Linked DNA regions of Mus musculus: regions 1, 2, 3 and 5 are each linked to region 4. The links are chromatin contacts, called in public ChIA-PET, Hi-C and HiChIP or PLAC-seq maps. All regions are on one chromosome and are shown on one strand. The core of a region is the stretch at or near the end of the contact, and the rest is flanking DNA. Distances in the headings are between cores, read along the strand shown. Region 1 holds the start of Spdya (speedy/RINGO cell cycle regulator family, member A). Region 2 holds the start of Smchd1 (SMC hinge domain containing 1). Region 3 holds the start of Ndc80 (NDC80 kinetochore complex component). Region 4 holds the start of Tgif1 (TGFB-induced factor homeobox 1). Region 5 holds the start of Trmt61b (tRNA methyltransferase 61B).

The links. A called contact is a pair of places that touch in the nucleus more often than the background predicts. ChIA-PET counts read pairs in DNA pulled down with a chosen protein or histone mark. HiChIP or PLAC-seq counts read pairs in DNA pulled down with a chosen protein or histone mark.
Region 1: a contact with region 4 is called in an RNA polymerase II ChIA-PET map of memory CD8 T cells, with 16 read pairs. The contact joins the promoter of Spdya here to the promoter of Tgif1 in region 4. A contact is called at or near these places in 2 of 115 datasets of contacts at active chromatin or transcription factors (large pre-B cells and memory CD8 T cells).
Region 2: a Hi-C map of Th1 cells shows a contact between it and region 4, with 6 times the contacts expected there. The contact joins the promoter of Smchd1 here to the promoter of Tgif1 in region 4. A contact is called at or near these places in 1 of 39 promoter capture datasets (pre-B cells), 10 of 484 Hi-C or Micro-C datasets (CD4 T cells, CD8 T cells, LSK cells and 4 more), 12 of 115 datasets of contacts at active chromatin or transcription factors (acute myeloid leukemia, astrocytes, bone marrow-derived dendritic cells and 9 more) and 1 of 9 other capture datasets (liver).
Region 3: an RNA polymerase II ChIA-PET map of memory CD8 T cells shows a contact between it and region 4, with 35 read pairs. The contact joins the promoter of Ndc80 here to the promoter of Tgif1 in region 4. A contact is called at or near these places in 2 of 39 promoter capture datasets (hematopoietic stem and progenitor cells and pre-B cells), 4 of 484 Hi-C or Micro-C datasets (B cells, CD4 T cells, erythroblasts and 1 more), 9 of 115 datasets of contacts at active chromatin or transcription factors (the 230-238 cell line, bone marrow-derived dendritic cells, bone marrow-derived macrophages and 6 more) and 2 of 9 other capture datasets (liver and macrophages).
Region 5: a contact with region 4 is called in an H3K27ac HiChIP or PLAC-seq map of microglia, with 8 times the contacts expected there. The contact joins the promoter of Trmt61b here to the promoter of Tgif1 in region 4. A contact is called at or near these places in 1 of 39 promoter capture datasets (the HPC-7 cell line) and 3 of 115 datasets of contacts at active chromatin or transcription factors (effector CD8 T cells, microglia and pancreatic cancer cells).

Annotation. Positions count from the first base shown.
Region 1 is chr17:71,550,634-71,553,333 of GRCm38.p6, forward strand. It overlaps Spdya (speedy/RINGO cell cycle regulator family, member A), which reads left to right and starts at 1,428. Exons shown (of 7, transcript NM_029254.1): 1 at 1,428-1,508.
Region 2 is chr17:71,473,956-71,476,655 of GRCm38.p6, forward strand. It overlaps Smchd1 (SMC hinge domain containing 1), which reads right to left and starts at 1,388. Exons shown (of 48, transcript NM_028887.4): 1 at 1,024-1,388. The coding sequence starts at 1,209.
Region 3 is chr17:71,525,594-71,528,293 of GRCm38.p6, forward strand. Ndc80 (NDC80 kinetochore complex component) reads right to left here and starts at 1,264. Exons shown (of 17, transcript NM_023294.2): 1 at 1,118-1,264; 2 at 40-149. The coding sequence starts at 140. It also overlaps a transcript of Spdya not described here.
Region 4 is chr17:70,849,765-70,852,464 of GRCm38.p6, forward strand. Tgif1 (TGFB-induced factor homeobox 1) reads right to left here and starts at 1,446. Exons shown (of 3, transcript NM_009372.3): 1 at 1,108-1,446. The coding sequence starts at 1,123.
Region 5 is chr17:71,597,380-71,600,079 of GRCm38.p6, forward strand. It overlaps Trmt61b (tRNA methyltransferase 61B), which reads right to left and starts at 1,382. Exons shown (of 6, transcript NR_027952.1): 1 at 557-1,382. n-TCgca52 (a tRNA gene) reads left to right here and starts at 1,892; the gene lies at 1,892-1,963.

The DNA of each region.
Region 1 (2,700 bases), core at 178-2,677, 700 kb after region 4:
CAGGCAGATTTCTGAGTTCGAGGCCAGCCTGGTCTACAAAGTGAGTTCCAGGACAGCCAGGGCTATTCAGAGTAACCCTGTCTCAAAAAACAAACAAACAAACAAACAAAGAACTGAATTCTATTTGGGTTCCTTACTTAAGGTACTTTCTGTTGTGCCATTTGCTAATGGACCTGAGATGTTTACTCATTTTCATTTTTAAAAATTGAATGCTTATGAGTGTCTTGTTTGCATGTATGCATGTGTGCTACATGTGTGCCTTATGTCAGCAAAGGCCAGAAGATGATGTTGGATACCCTAGAACTGTAGTTACAGGTGGTTGTGAGCTGCCACATGTGTGCTAGGAATTTGAGCAGCAAGTACTTTTAACCATAGAGCTGTCTCTCTATCCCTGAACCTGAGATCTTAACAACAGTCGAATTAGCTCCTACTCAAAGGGCTCATTGTATGTATGTTTAGAATATTTTTTACATTATTATGGAAACATACCTTTTCAGTGTACTTCAGCATCACGTAGCATCAGTTTCCTTAAGTTCCTGACTCAGTGTTTCTTGTTAGAGATTTTATAGGTGAATTGATAGCCTGAGAGAGGTTGAAGATCTAATGGGCTGGTAACACTTTTGTCTAAGCCATTAACATTACCATGACCTTGGTTTTATCTACTCAGTCACATTTTAAGGAAGTTCTACAAAACACTGAGTACAGGTAGCTAAAAGGGGGAAGATTCCACAACCCAACTCATGTTGTCTGTTAATCTCTGGATGTATGGACCAACCCAAAATTCCACAGAGAGTCTTAATTACCAGTTCAGTTACTAGTCTACTTGAGTTTGATAACAAGTCAGAACTGTATGGTGCTCTCATACTATATATATAAAGCAGATTCTGAATTGGAGGGGTGGGACTGGCAAGCGTTGATTATGCACCAGCTATATCCCAGGAGTCTCAGGAAGGCACGGGCATGACAAAAGGAGCATTTAGGGCTGTGAATGGAAGAACGTTGCCCTTTGCTCACTAAAGGCCACTTTATTTCACACCTTTTGAGCTAGCATGCGTGGGCTCTTTCTCCTCTTACACACTTGTGCACAAGGGAAGAAGCACCCAGGTCCAAGGCGCGAGCAGAGAGGCAGGGAGGGGGAACGGCAAGCAGCCCTGGTCCTTCAGGGCAGCCCAGTCCCCTCGTCCTGTCCGGGGCTCCTCAACCGCTCCGCACAGCCAGCGTTCGAGGGAAAGCGCGACCGCATCAAGATACAGAGAGCTGGAGCGGAATAACGGCAGAAGGCGGAGGCGACCCGGTCAGCGAGGGGCGGGGCGGGGCGATAGCGCAGGCCCCGCCCTCGGCGGTTCCCGTGCTCTGATTGGCTCCCGCGGCCGCGCGCTCCCGGCCCTCCGCTTGAGGTTCTTAGGCGGGTTTTGCGGCCTGCGGCTAGCGACCCAGCACGCAACCGCCTGAGGTAGATCGCTGAGGCGGAGGCTGTGGGGCCGCTCGCTCTTCGCCGGCCTGCGCAGGTACCTTCACCTGCCCGCCCGCCCGCCGGGGCCTGATGGCGGGGTTCTGGGTGTCGCCTGTGCCCTCCCTCTCGCTCCCACAGTCCTGCGTGAGGAGGCGGGGACGCCTCAGCCCCACATCCCCGCGGCCTCGAGCAGCCCCGCCGGCCCCAAGGGCCGGGCATCCCGGAGGCGGGGACGGGAACTGGCGGTGCGGGGCGAGAGGAGGGAGACCGGGCAGTGCGGCTCCGGCGGGTGGCGCGGGGTTGGTGCGCGGTGGGGAGCGAGGCTCGGCCTCTTCACGGGGCTGAGGGATGAGTCCTGCCGCTGTGTCCCGTGTCCCACGCCCCCGGCCCGAGTCCTCCCGGGCTGGAGTTCTGAGCTGTCGCGTCTCATCGCGACACCTTTAGCCACTTTCTCCAAAAGTACGAAAGTTTTCCTGCCTACCTGCCCCCTGTCGTCAGCGATTGACTGTCAGATGCTCACACGGAGAAACTATTTCTAATATATATATATGTGTGTGTGTGTGTGTGTGTGTGTGTGTGTATGTATACGTGTGTATACACACACACACATATGTAATATATATAGTAACCACTAGCCATACACATACATATGATCCTGTCGCCAGAGTTTCTTCAGATGCTTACAGAATTCAGCTGTATGTACCAGACAAACAGAACCCCAGACCTCACACACCCGGACATCGTCTTTATGAATTTTGCTGTGATTTTTTTTTTCCCAATGTTGGGTCGAATGCATGCCACTGAGTTGAAGGATCTTTAACTTTTATGTTGTGAGACTTTTCCTTCAGAGGTCCAAATCGATCAATATCTGCTCACCCTAGACAGGGCATTCGTGACAGAGCAAAGTAGGGATTCCACCCAAGTCCGCTTTGGTGAAGCCCGGGTTTACAAGGGTATCTGTGGGAGAGGGCTTACTGACAGATAGAGCCTGTGTGGCTCAAGCTGCGTCCCTGAAAAGTCCACCCAGCTCAGGGGAAGCCCTGGGAAAGCTGCCGTCCTTACTGCTTTAGAACCTTGGACAGGGGCCTGTCGACTCTTGGGAGTTGTTTATTTTTCTGAGTCTTGTTTCGTTACTTCGTCTTAAGCAGCTTCCCTTTAGGACAGAATGTGTCTTGTTTGGAGACAATCAGCGAGCTTCTCTTATTTCCCCGTTCACTCTTTCTCTTGAGAAATGCCTCATCGTTTTT
Region 2 (2,700 bases), core at 138-2,637, 620 kb after region 4:
TAAAGGATCACAACATTAGGAAAGCTGAGAATCAGTGTCCTAAACTAGGTTTTCTGGAAGGAAAACACTGTTTAAAACACTGTTTTATTGCCATATTCTTCTTTTAAAAGTTCAGAGCCCAGAACGGTGGCACTTGGGTCTGTGACTACCAACACTGGACAGCAAAGGCGGATAAAGTTCGAGGCCAACCTGGTCAACAGAGACTTCTAGGCTAGCCTGAGCTACACAGCAAGACCTCAAAACAAAACCCCGCAATACCCCTCCCCCAACATACTCAAGCTCAGGCAACAGTAAGAACAACAACAACCTATAAAGCATCTCACAGTATAAAGCACGTCTTGCTACGTAGTCATTCTTTTTTTTTTCCCCCCAAGCAGGTATACTCGTTCTTTGTTGTCCGCATGGTCACTTAGAGCTAGTTCAGGAACTCCCAAGGAAGTTGGAGCTCAGAGAACCAGGACAGCTCCTAATACTAACCTAACTTAGTATTACTCTGTAGAAGAATCCTGCTGGGACGGACCAGGCAAACCTTTCTGACAAGACAAGCCGGTAAAAGACTCCCTCCATCACCTCCCTGAACCTGAGGTACCCGGACTCCTGGAATCTCACCCCCCCACCACCACCAAACAGCGCAACCCTCGCAACACTGACTGTCCAGTGGATGCAACTCTGCATCTTCTGAAGTTACAAACTAGGACAAACACAGGTGCTTCTCCGACAGGAGGATGCACTAACTACTCTGCAACCATAAAGCAGTAACTAAACCTATAAGCGCCCACTAACTTGGAAGTCCCGAACGCTAGACCAGCACGGGCCCACGGAGGGGCGTGATCCCATCCTTCTTGGCCAAAGCCAGGCCGGCCGGGACATCCAACCAGGGATCATCCGCAACGTGGGCACCCGGCAGAGGCCAAGGCCGCAAGATCCCGGCCATCTGACAAGTTTATGGCGGTGACCCACCCAGGCTTCAGGCCACCTACCCTCACCTCCTCGCGAGCATCCCTCCAGCGCCCCGGGACGTACCTGACACACAGAAGCGCGGAACCCCGCGTAGTCCGCGTGCTCCGAGACCTGCAGTGCGCGATCCCCTAGCTCCGAGTCCTTCCCGCGCCGGTCAAACAAGTACACCGTCCTACAGCCGTCGACGGCGCCATCTCTCCCAGATCCCTCCGAGAGGCCGGCGGGATCGCTGGCGCCCTCCGCTGCCATGTTGAGGGAGAAAAAAAGAGAAGGCCCTGCGGCTCTCGGGCGCGCTTCCCGGAGACACCGACCCCGCGCGTGCCCTCGGCTCCAGCCGCCGCGGCTCCGAGCCTCAGCGGGCCGCGCAGCACCGACTGTGGGCAGCGGCCGGGAAGTAACCCGGGAACCGATTCAAACGCGCTTCTGCCGGGGTGCCGTACGTCACTTCCGCGACCCGCGAACACAGGGACGCGCTGAGCGCGCCTCAGAGCCCGCCAGCTACGTACGCCGCCGCCCACCAAGCCTCCTTCCGTGACCTGAGAGCGGGCCGCCGCCGTGGCTGCTGCGCAGGAGGAAGAGGACGGCGGACGGAGACCCGGCTAGTCCAGCAGGCCGTGGGGCGGGGCGGGGCTGGCCAAGGTGGGGCGGGGCTTCGCGCCCAGGCCACGCCCCCGGGCTCCTGCGGACCGCGGGGACTGGGGACGGCCTGGAAGCTGGCTTCCAGCGCCTTAGGGGCCTTCGCGGGGGGAGGTGGGGGGGGGCGCAACTCGCAAGCGTGTCGCCCCAGGGTCTATGCAGGCTCCCGCTGCAGGGCCCTGGCGCCTTCCCCCTAGCCATGCGGTCTCCAGGGCGCTACCAAGTCGGGCGGACGCGGCGGCTGGAAGCTTGCACCACCTGGGTCCCGGTGCGGTGGACACTAGCTAAAACACCGGGCACCGCTCTGCTTGCACGCTTCCTTCGCCGTCGTGGGTGGGTTCTACTGTGGGACAATGAGACAAAAGCTCGGCCTCGAGGAAGAGCGGGTCTCTGACGTCACGAGGCCGCGATGCGCGCCCCCGGGTTAGCCAGGCTCTGAGGCTTTAGGCGGCTGGGAGTCTTGGGATAATACCTAACCTACTCACCGAGGTTGAGTCAGCTTCTAAGCGTGCAATGTGTAAGACAGCCTCCTCGAAAACTTGAGCATAAAACTTTATATGCTCCAGTACGGGGGAATGTCAGGGCTAAGAAGCAGGAGTGGGTGGGTAGGGGAGCAGGGTGGAGGGAGGGCATAGGGAACTTTCGGGATAGCATTTGAAATGTATATAAAGAAAATATCCAATAATAAATAAATAAAAAAGAAAACTTGAGCATAATTATTGGGGGATGCGCTTCTGACTCTACAGATAGCAAGGAATGGGGGGGGGCGGGTAACCTTGCCAGATGCTTGCTCTCTGATTCTTAAAACCTGGATGCTTTGTACTTGAGAGAAACGTGTAAATTAATGAAACCCATTAATTAATTGAGTTCTTTTATGTGTCTAGAAGTTGGATCAGATTTAAGGGTGCTGTTTTACTAGGTTCGCAGGAGCCTTAATGATCAATGGTAAAGCTAGACTCAAAGTCAATGCACCTTGGAAACAGACCGGGTTGTTGGCACCAAGGACAGTTGGCCAGACATACAAAAGTGTGAAGGTTTGCGTAGAGCGGCATAAATAGTATGACTGGAAGAAGAGAAAATGAAACAGTAGGTGAGGTAGGTGAA
Region 3 (2,700 bases), core at 14-2,513, 680 kb after region 4:
GTAAAGTAAGCAGCTGAGAAGCACAGGGGAGGCACTTACGTTTGAGGGGTATAAAGGCCTGGCTTATTGAGGTCCAGGGTCCTTAACTCCTGCATAGAGAGGCGGCCAGCACCACAGGTGGAAACTGAACTGCGCTTCATTCTCGAAACCTAATTCAGGATTTCAGCGTTAGGAAAATGTTCCAGACTCAAGCAATTCAACGAGCAACAATTATTATCTTTATCCTCTAGTAGGAAAGCAACTAAGTTTGTTTCTGTACAACAATCGTTTCCTTGTATGCTATATTTATTTGTCCATGTAAACCGAAGTTCTTACAAAGAACACCTACGCAACTTCAAGTAGAAAAAAACGAGGCAGAAAAAAGAGGGGAAGATGGAGCTGAAAGTTTTGGGAGAAAAGGAGAGGGGACGACTGAGGAGAAGGAAAGTAGAGCAGAAGCACCTGGCCTGGAGAAGTTCTAAGGGGTCTCTTATATGGGGAAGATGGTAGTGTAGTGATAGATCTGCCCAATGTAGGCGCACAGCATGTATTCATATTAATTAAGTTGTGTTTTCATTGCCTGGGCTTATTTGGGTTGGAGATTTACTGCAACACCTTTCAACAAAGATAAACAATCCGGTTTACAACACAGGCTGCTCCCGCTTTTAAAACAAGTATCAAAATAATGTCTACGTTGGAGTCTGTCTTCATCTCTGCAGCATCAGACACTATGCACTCGGCCCTAGCTTCCACAGAGGGTTAGACAGATCGCATTTTTATTGTTGTTGTTTTGTCTTGAGCTAGGGGTGGAGAGTCAGACCCTTTAGCAAGCTGGGCTGAGCGCTGAGCACTGAGCCACACCCCTCCTTGTTTTGGTGGCTTGCGTTCAACCTAGTTTTACTCTCATGATTTCACTGGTTTCCAGTCATGTCCATACCAGGCTTTTAAGTTGCAGCATCAGCACGGGTACACAACACACCAATCAGCTTTCCCCCTGTCAGTCCCCACCTGTTAGCATCGCCTTCTCCCGCTACAAACGTTGCAGAGCCGGGCAGATCCCACCCCAGCTCCCTCGCAACAGTCAGCTCCAGCGCCGCGGACCATTTTAACACAGAGCTGATCCCATCTCAGCAGTTACCTTTCGCTCAGCTTCTCAACGAGACCCGGCGCCCAGCTTTCCGTAAACCGCACGACTGCACACGAAAACAGCCGCCCAAACCAGAGCGTCCGCTTCCGTCAACCCAAGGCGGTTTGAATTTTAAAGTTTCCGCCCGCGCTGACGTCAGGACTGCGACGGCGAGTACGCATGCGCGCTCGCTCAGCGCCCGCCCTCGTCGCCGGAAGTGTCCGCATCGGGGGCCAAGCGAGCTCTGGGCTCTTCCCAGGTCGTCGTTAGCGTCGGTGACCCGAAGGGAGTCCCGCCCTGTCCGGGAAGCTGGCATCTAGGACGAGTAGGGCTGTCCGGGCGGAGCGGCCCGAGCCCTCCTGGAATCAAGTTCCGTACAGCAATATGGCTGCGTCCTGGAAGTAGAAAGCGCGGGTTTGTCTCCGATAGGATGGAGGCCAGGACCCAAGCCTATGAGGCGGCGTGAGGTTCCTGACGTTAGGAGAGGCTGTCGAGTGTGGCGGTGGACGAGCCTGAGGGATATTTAACATCAGGCTTCCTCAAGTGCTCTGGATTCCCGCCGCCCAGCCTCGGAACAACAAGCAGGCGTTACTAGTTCCCGGATGGTGGTGGCCTGTCCCTGGGCTAAAGTGTAGATTCCTGGCTCTCGGCATTATTGTGCCGTTAGCTAGTTTTGAGCTAAGCAGTCCTTTTTTGAGTTTGAGGTTCCCTAGCGGTCACAGTGACTCCTCACTTTACGTCTCTACTGGGAAACCAAAATCTCAGGTATCACGAAGATCTCCATCACCAAATAGTAGTCAGCAGATATATTAGCAGGCATTATATTTCAGACTCTGTAAGCGGCAGTTCATTTACTTCTTGAAACTAATGGCATTAGAACATAAAAATGATCGTTTTAGTCGGGCGTTGTGGTACACACCTTTAATTTCCACGCTCTGGAAGCGGGGGTGGGGTGGGGGTAGGTTGTGGGGGAATCTCTGACCATCCTGGTTTACCTAGTGAGATCCGGGACAGCTAGAGCAACATAGACACTATATCAAAACAAAACAACCAACAAACCCAAGCAAAACCACCCCAAACAAAACCCACACGTACAAACAACTCCAAAAACTAAAGAGATAATTTTGAGGCTCAGTGAATTCAATGACTTTAGTTTGTATGTGGGGCAGGGTCCACACCCGAGAGAGTCTTGAATTTGAGGCCAGTTTGATGGACCTGGCATACACCAGGGCAACCTAGTGACTCTCTGTCTTTAAGAAACAAACACTATTCTGCAGTCAGTTGCATAAGAAATTTGACTATAAATGCTATTAGACGAGCCTTTAATTTATTTTTTATTCGGTTTTCTCTTAAGGTTTCCACTACATTATAATAAAGCTATATCCAGAAATGCAAAACATATCTTAAGTGAAGATAAAAATGTTCTGTAAAACCTAGTTACTGGAGTGTGGCTCAAACAGATTATAAATCTTGAAGTTTTGACCTAGCAAACTAGTTAAGTTGTGAACTTCTGATTACTATTCATGCTGCACTTGGTTTGGCTAGAGCACTCTTTTAATCTTACTGCCCTACAACTGATAAGGATTAGGTAGGGC
Region 4 (2,700 bases), core at 196-2,695:
TATAACCGTGTTCCGTTGGAACTGCAGTCGCGGTCTAGGTCTGAAAGAATGTGGAGTAACAAACTCGAGGAAGCTCCCGGGCATGCGCACCAGCGCCCCCTTCCCCCCGCCCGCTTCTCCAAGCGATTAACTTCTGTTTTGAACCACTCCACATAAATCACAACAAAAAAAGCCAACTCCAGTCCACGACTGGAACACTCGAGGGACCTCCCAGTCAGGGACTCCAAAGTTAGCTTCAAAAGGGACTTCACAGTCTTTGACCTTTTGGGTTTTTTTTTTCCCCCCTTCCTCCCCAGTGTGTTTTGTTTTTAAACCAGACTGACGGCAAGTTTTAGTTGTAAAGCTTTGGTGGAAACAATGACAGCCTCGCTTTTTGCACTTACAACCAAGCCTGCTTGTCACACTTGGACAGTTTTCGACTGCATGGTACTTGTGTTCTAACAGCACACGCGGTCCTAAATTCATCGTGGGAAAACTTTCAGAAACTAGTAAAAATTTTAAAGTCCATCTTTCCAAAGCTATGCTCGCCCTAGGGCGATATGTGTGGGGGTCCCGGATCACATTCCTTTGATAGTGAAAAACACATCTCTTTAAAAAAAAAAAAAAAAAAAACATTGCCAGGATCCGGCGAGGAGTGAGAGAACACCCGGAACTACAAACTTTTAGACAAAAGGTAAGGCGACTGGAATTCGCCAAGGACCCCCCACAGGGAAAAGCGAGGTGCCAGGGTCTCCTAGAACATCAACCGCAAAGCCCTGCCCCAGAAACGGCACTAGAAACCACGCGGCGCCTGGGCCGAGCATGGGGTGTCAGGAAGACAATGAAACTTGGAGGCGTACAAACAAGGCGCTGAGCGTGGTTCTTGACAACGTGCCAACAGCGTGGCGCGGCTCAGCCTCCCCACAACAGCCCCTCGGGTTGTGTCTAGAAGGAAAAGAACACCAACTGCCATCAGAGACACAGCCTCAACAAAGAGAACAGCCACCAATCCAGCCGGGGAGCCACTGGTCCGAAAAGTCCCATCAAGTCAGTGTTCTCCCGATCCGGCGCGGCCCGCACATGTCCCGCACTGGTGCCCCGGGCGCTCACAGCCCGCCGCCACCTTACCCTTCTTGCTTTTCATTCTGGAACTCGAGTCCCAGTGAGAGGTGAAGCTGGGGTTTCTAGGAGCCAGCAGCCGTGGAGTGGCGGGAGGGTAGTCGATGATCCTCCTCCTATACTAGTGCTCCGGTAACTTACAAGAGAGTGTTCCAACCACTATTGCTAAACAAGGTGCTCCGGTCTCAGGCGCTGGCTTCTGGGTTGGAATTCAAGTGACACTTGGGCTTCCTCCAGTCGGGATCTTCTGGCAGCCAGCCGGGGGTTCTCCCTGGCCCAATTCCCTCCCTCCCTACTCAGCTCCTTTGTTTCCCGCTCCACTCGGCGCACCTCGGCGCTGTCAGAGTGAGAGAGCAGAGGGAAGGTACAGGAGGTCCTGCCTCCGCCCCCAACCGCCCGCCCCGTCCCCCGCCCGCCCCGCCGCGCTCCTCTGCCCCTCCCCCGCACCTTCCAGCTCCACAACCCTGGGCCTGGGGGCCGAGATCACCCGTCCCTCTACGCGCTGGCGGAACCCAGAAGCAGGGTCATGCCTGCCTGCCCGTGGCGAGAGCACCATCTCCATCCCTCAGCTCTCAGCGGCCACACTGGTTTCTCTTTTGGGGCCTTTCCTCCCCGGGCTAGCGAAGAGTGCATTTAGTTTGTAAAGGATGGAGAGAGGTTTAAGGACATCTCCTCTGTCCACCCCAGAGAAGAAAAGACACCCCCATCCTTGTTTTTGACAGCTGCCCCAAACTTCACTGTCTCTGCTCCAGCCGCCGGAGGCAGCAGCTTCTGATTCAAGGGGTGGGGCACCGAAGGAAAAGTATTCCAGACAAGAATCAACTTCTTCCAGAAGGCGCAGCTGCCATTGACACGCGGGCGCGGCACAGCGCACCCTCCTCCTCGTGGACTCTTCTGCCAACAGCGACAGTGGGGGTGGGGGGAGGCAGACATAGTCACCGTGGGCAAATGTCTATTCCCCCGGGCTAAAGCTCTGAGTTCCGGATTGGATTGCAAGGCAGTTTCGAAATCTAACACGTTGCGAATAGACACTTGTCATGCTCACATGCTCTTTAAACGTCTGGGCTAGGGGGACGGCCAGAGCGCGCGTGTGCCCCACTGCGACTCCCCCACCCCCACGCGCCTTTTTAAAAAGATGGGGGACTACGCCGGGACTGCTCATCTGTTTCAGTAAACAGTGTCTACTTTGTGTGCTAATATCCCACCAGAGGACACCCTTCAGTATTTCAAACAGAAACTAGCCATTAAATAAACACTCATTCCTATTGGTTTATTTTGCTTGAGAGGGGAGCTCCAAAGAGTTGAACGAAGAATCGAGAATCGTCCCCTCCCCAAATACAAGCCAGATGCTGTTATGGCTGACTTCGAGACGCGCACGCCCGCACTTCTGGGTCTAGTTTTCACCTATGCCCGGTTGTTTAAAAAAAAAAAAAAAAAAAAAAAAAAAAAAAGCAAAGAAAAGCAACTGTCACATGTCACAGAAGACTTTCCCCATAGAGGGGGGGAAAAACCCCAAACGTAAATAAGCTGAGCAGCGACGTCACCGCCGGTGTCTGTCTCCAGTTTCGGCTTTGTGGCTGTTCTGGTTTTGTGACCTCGGTG
Region 5 (2,700 bases), core at 132-2,631, 750 kb after region 4:
ATAGCCATTTATGTGCCGCTCCCTGAGGAAAGGAATGCAGGGCTTTTGGTGCAGTCTAGGCAAGCCTTCTACTACTAAGTTACATCCCTAACCCTAATACAAATATGTATGCGATAATGGATTTCCAGTAACATTCCTTATTAAGTATCATTATTAAAATACTGCCACAGGGCCTGCGAGATGGCTCAGCCAGTAGACACGAAGGCAAGCCTGGTAACCCGAATTTATTCCAGGATCCCAGGTGGCAGAAGAGACTCTGGGAGAGTTACCCTCTGACCTCCACACTGTTTGCAAGTTCTCATTCAGGGCCCACTCCCCAAATATTAAAAACAAAAAAATATGGTATTATTACAATGGTACTACAAAATGTACCCCCAAACAGTTCAACATCCTAAGATCAATACCCATACGCTTCAGAGCTGTGGGGAACAAACAGGTACGTCTCTGTTTAGCGAGTCCATACCATTCTGCTAGTAAACTGGCATAATCTTCATTTTAGATAAGGGAGTGGCAAATATCAAATGTAAATTCTGTTTCCTTCTAAAATTATCAGTACCTGAACATGTTTAAAAATCCAACATGCTGAAAAACTCCAAAGGTCGGTGATGAGAACATTCATCGGACTGTGGTAGTGCGCCGTCCGTCCTCGCCCTTCCTGGAACCCACACACACCTAATTCCCATGACAATACTTTTGGGATAGGTTCCGGCGTTCCCTCTTCCATCAATATACAGAGTCCTCCAAAGGTGGCCTCCGCAGAGAACTCTTACCGGGAAAACATGTCAGGATCTGGCCAGGATACTTGTCCTCGATCTCCCTGAACGCAATCGCTCCCCAGTTACTATTAAAGTGTCCGACGTTGCAGAGTAGGACTAATTTCTTTAATTGTGATTCTCTCTTTCCCGCCAGAGCTTTAATAAGCATCCCCGACTGAAAAGAGTCCTCTGGAAAGGGACCAGGAGGAGGCAGCGCGAAGCTCTCCGGGCTCGGTAGCCACTCGTGTCCAGCACGCGATCCTCGGAGTCATATCCTGTAGGGTCTCAGTGGCCCTGCTCTCCGCTCTGGTCCTCCGGATCTCGAGGGGGTAACTCCTCCCTCGAAGTTCCCAGCCCGAGCCTTTCCACATACTAGAGACAACCGGGTCCCGACGATCCGGACGCGGGCAGCACGGGAAGGGAACGACCGGTGCACGCGCTCTCCAACTCGCGTGTCCCCAGGCAAGGACCCGCAACCCCGGGAAATGAGCTCGCTCACGAGGCACCGACCCAAAGTCAAGCAGGAATGAATCGGCTCTGAGCTCTGATCGCCTCTCGGGCGCCTCAACCTCACAAGGAAGAACCACGTCGTCCTTAGAGAGCCTGACGTCCGGAGCAGGTGCTGTCGCACACGTGTGACGTAGCCACCGCCGTGCCCTTTGCCCGGTTTTGGGGTAGTGCAGGCTGTGGGCTCCCCCGCGTCGCCGACAGAGTGCGTCACCGCCTTGGCGTCCAGCACATGCGGTGGCCCGAGCTTAGGGCTCGTTGGCCTCCGGGCTAAAATCCTGGCTTTCCGCGAGTGGCAAAAGCACAGAGTTTACTTACTGCTCACCAATCTCCGCTAGCCGCCCAGGGACAGGAAGACCCGGGAAGACTAGACGTGGAACCTGGACAGTCTTAACCAGGTTTAAGTCACTAGTGGTGGTGGACAGGACCGTCACCCATCATCCCCAAGAGTCCAAAGTCATCTAGCCCAGAAAAATCGTTGGTCAGGCGTCATAGGACGCACTGCTTGCTGACCCGCACACCTTGCTCATAACTGGGAGGTCTATTTCGAATGGCTAGGGACTCTCTGGTCAGCCTCAGCCCGAGGTCTAGAGTGTTCACAAAGGTAGAGTAAGGTGGCAGTAGCCACCGGGGGTATAGCTCAGTGGTAGAGCATTTGACTGCAGATCAAGAGGTCCCTGGTTCAAATCCAGGTGCCCCCTTCCTATAATTTTGGTGGCACATTCCAGCACTTGGGAGGCAGAACCAACCTAATTTACATAGTGGGTTACAGGATAGCCAGAGACTATCCGATGGCTAAGCTACAAAATAAACAGGAAAAAAAAAAAAAAAAAAATCAACACAACTGTTTTAACCACCCCGCCTACCCAAATAAACACTTCTTTTCCTGTGCGCCACCACTGCCCAGCAATAAACACTTCCTAAAATTGAAGTTAGCCGGGTGTGGTGGCGCATGCCTTTAATCCCAGCACTCGGGAGGCAGAGGCAGGCGAATTTCTGAATTCGAAGCCAGCCTGGTCTACAGAGTGAGCTTCAGGTAGCCAGGGCTACACAGAGAAACCCTGTCTCAAAAAACAAATAAAATTTGTACAACAGCACATCTGTCTCAAAAAACCAAAAACAAACAAACAAAAAAACTGAAGTTACCTTTTGCACTCAAAGTTAAATATCATTAGCCTGCCTATAAGTTTATTGAGAATCAGACAGTACCATGCACATATATTGAAAATTTGCAATTCAGTTAGAAATCAGTATTTATGACCTACTATACAAAGAAGATTAAACGACGTCAGCAAGTCCCCTGACAAGGTAGCTGAGAAATGGGATGGTGGGATTTCTAACTAGGTTGACCACGTTCAGCAGCTCTTGTTGATGGTACCATACACCTTTCTAAAGACTAAGGAATGGTGGGGTGATAGCTGGGTGTGTAAAAAGTGCT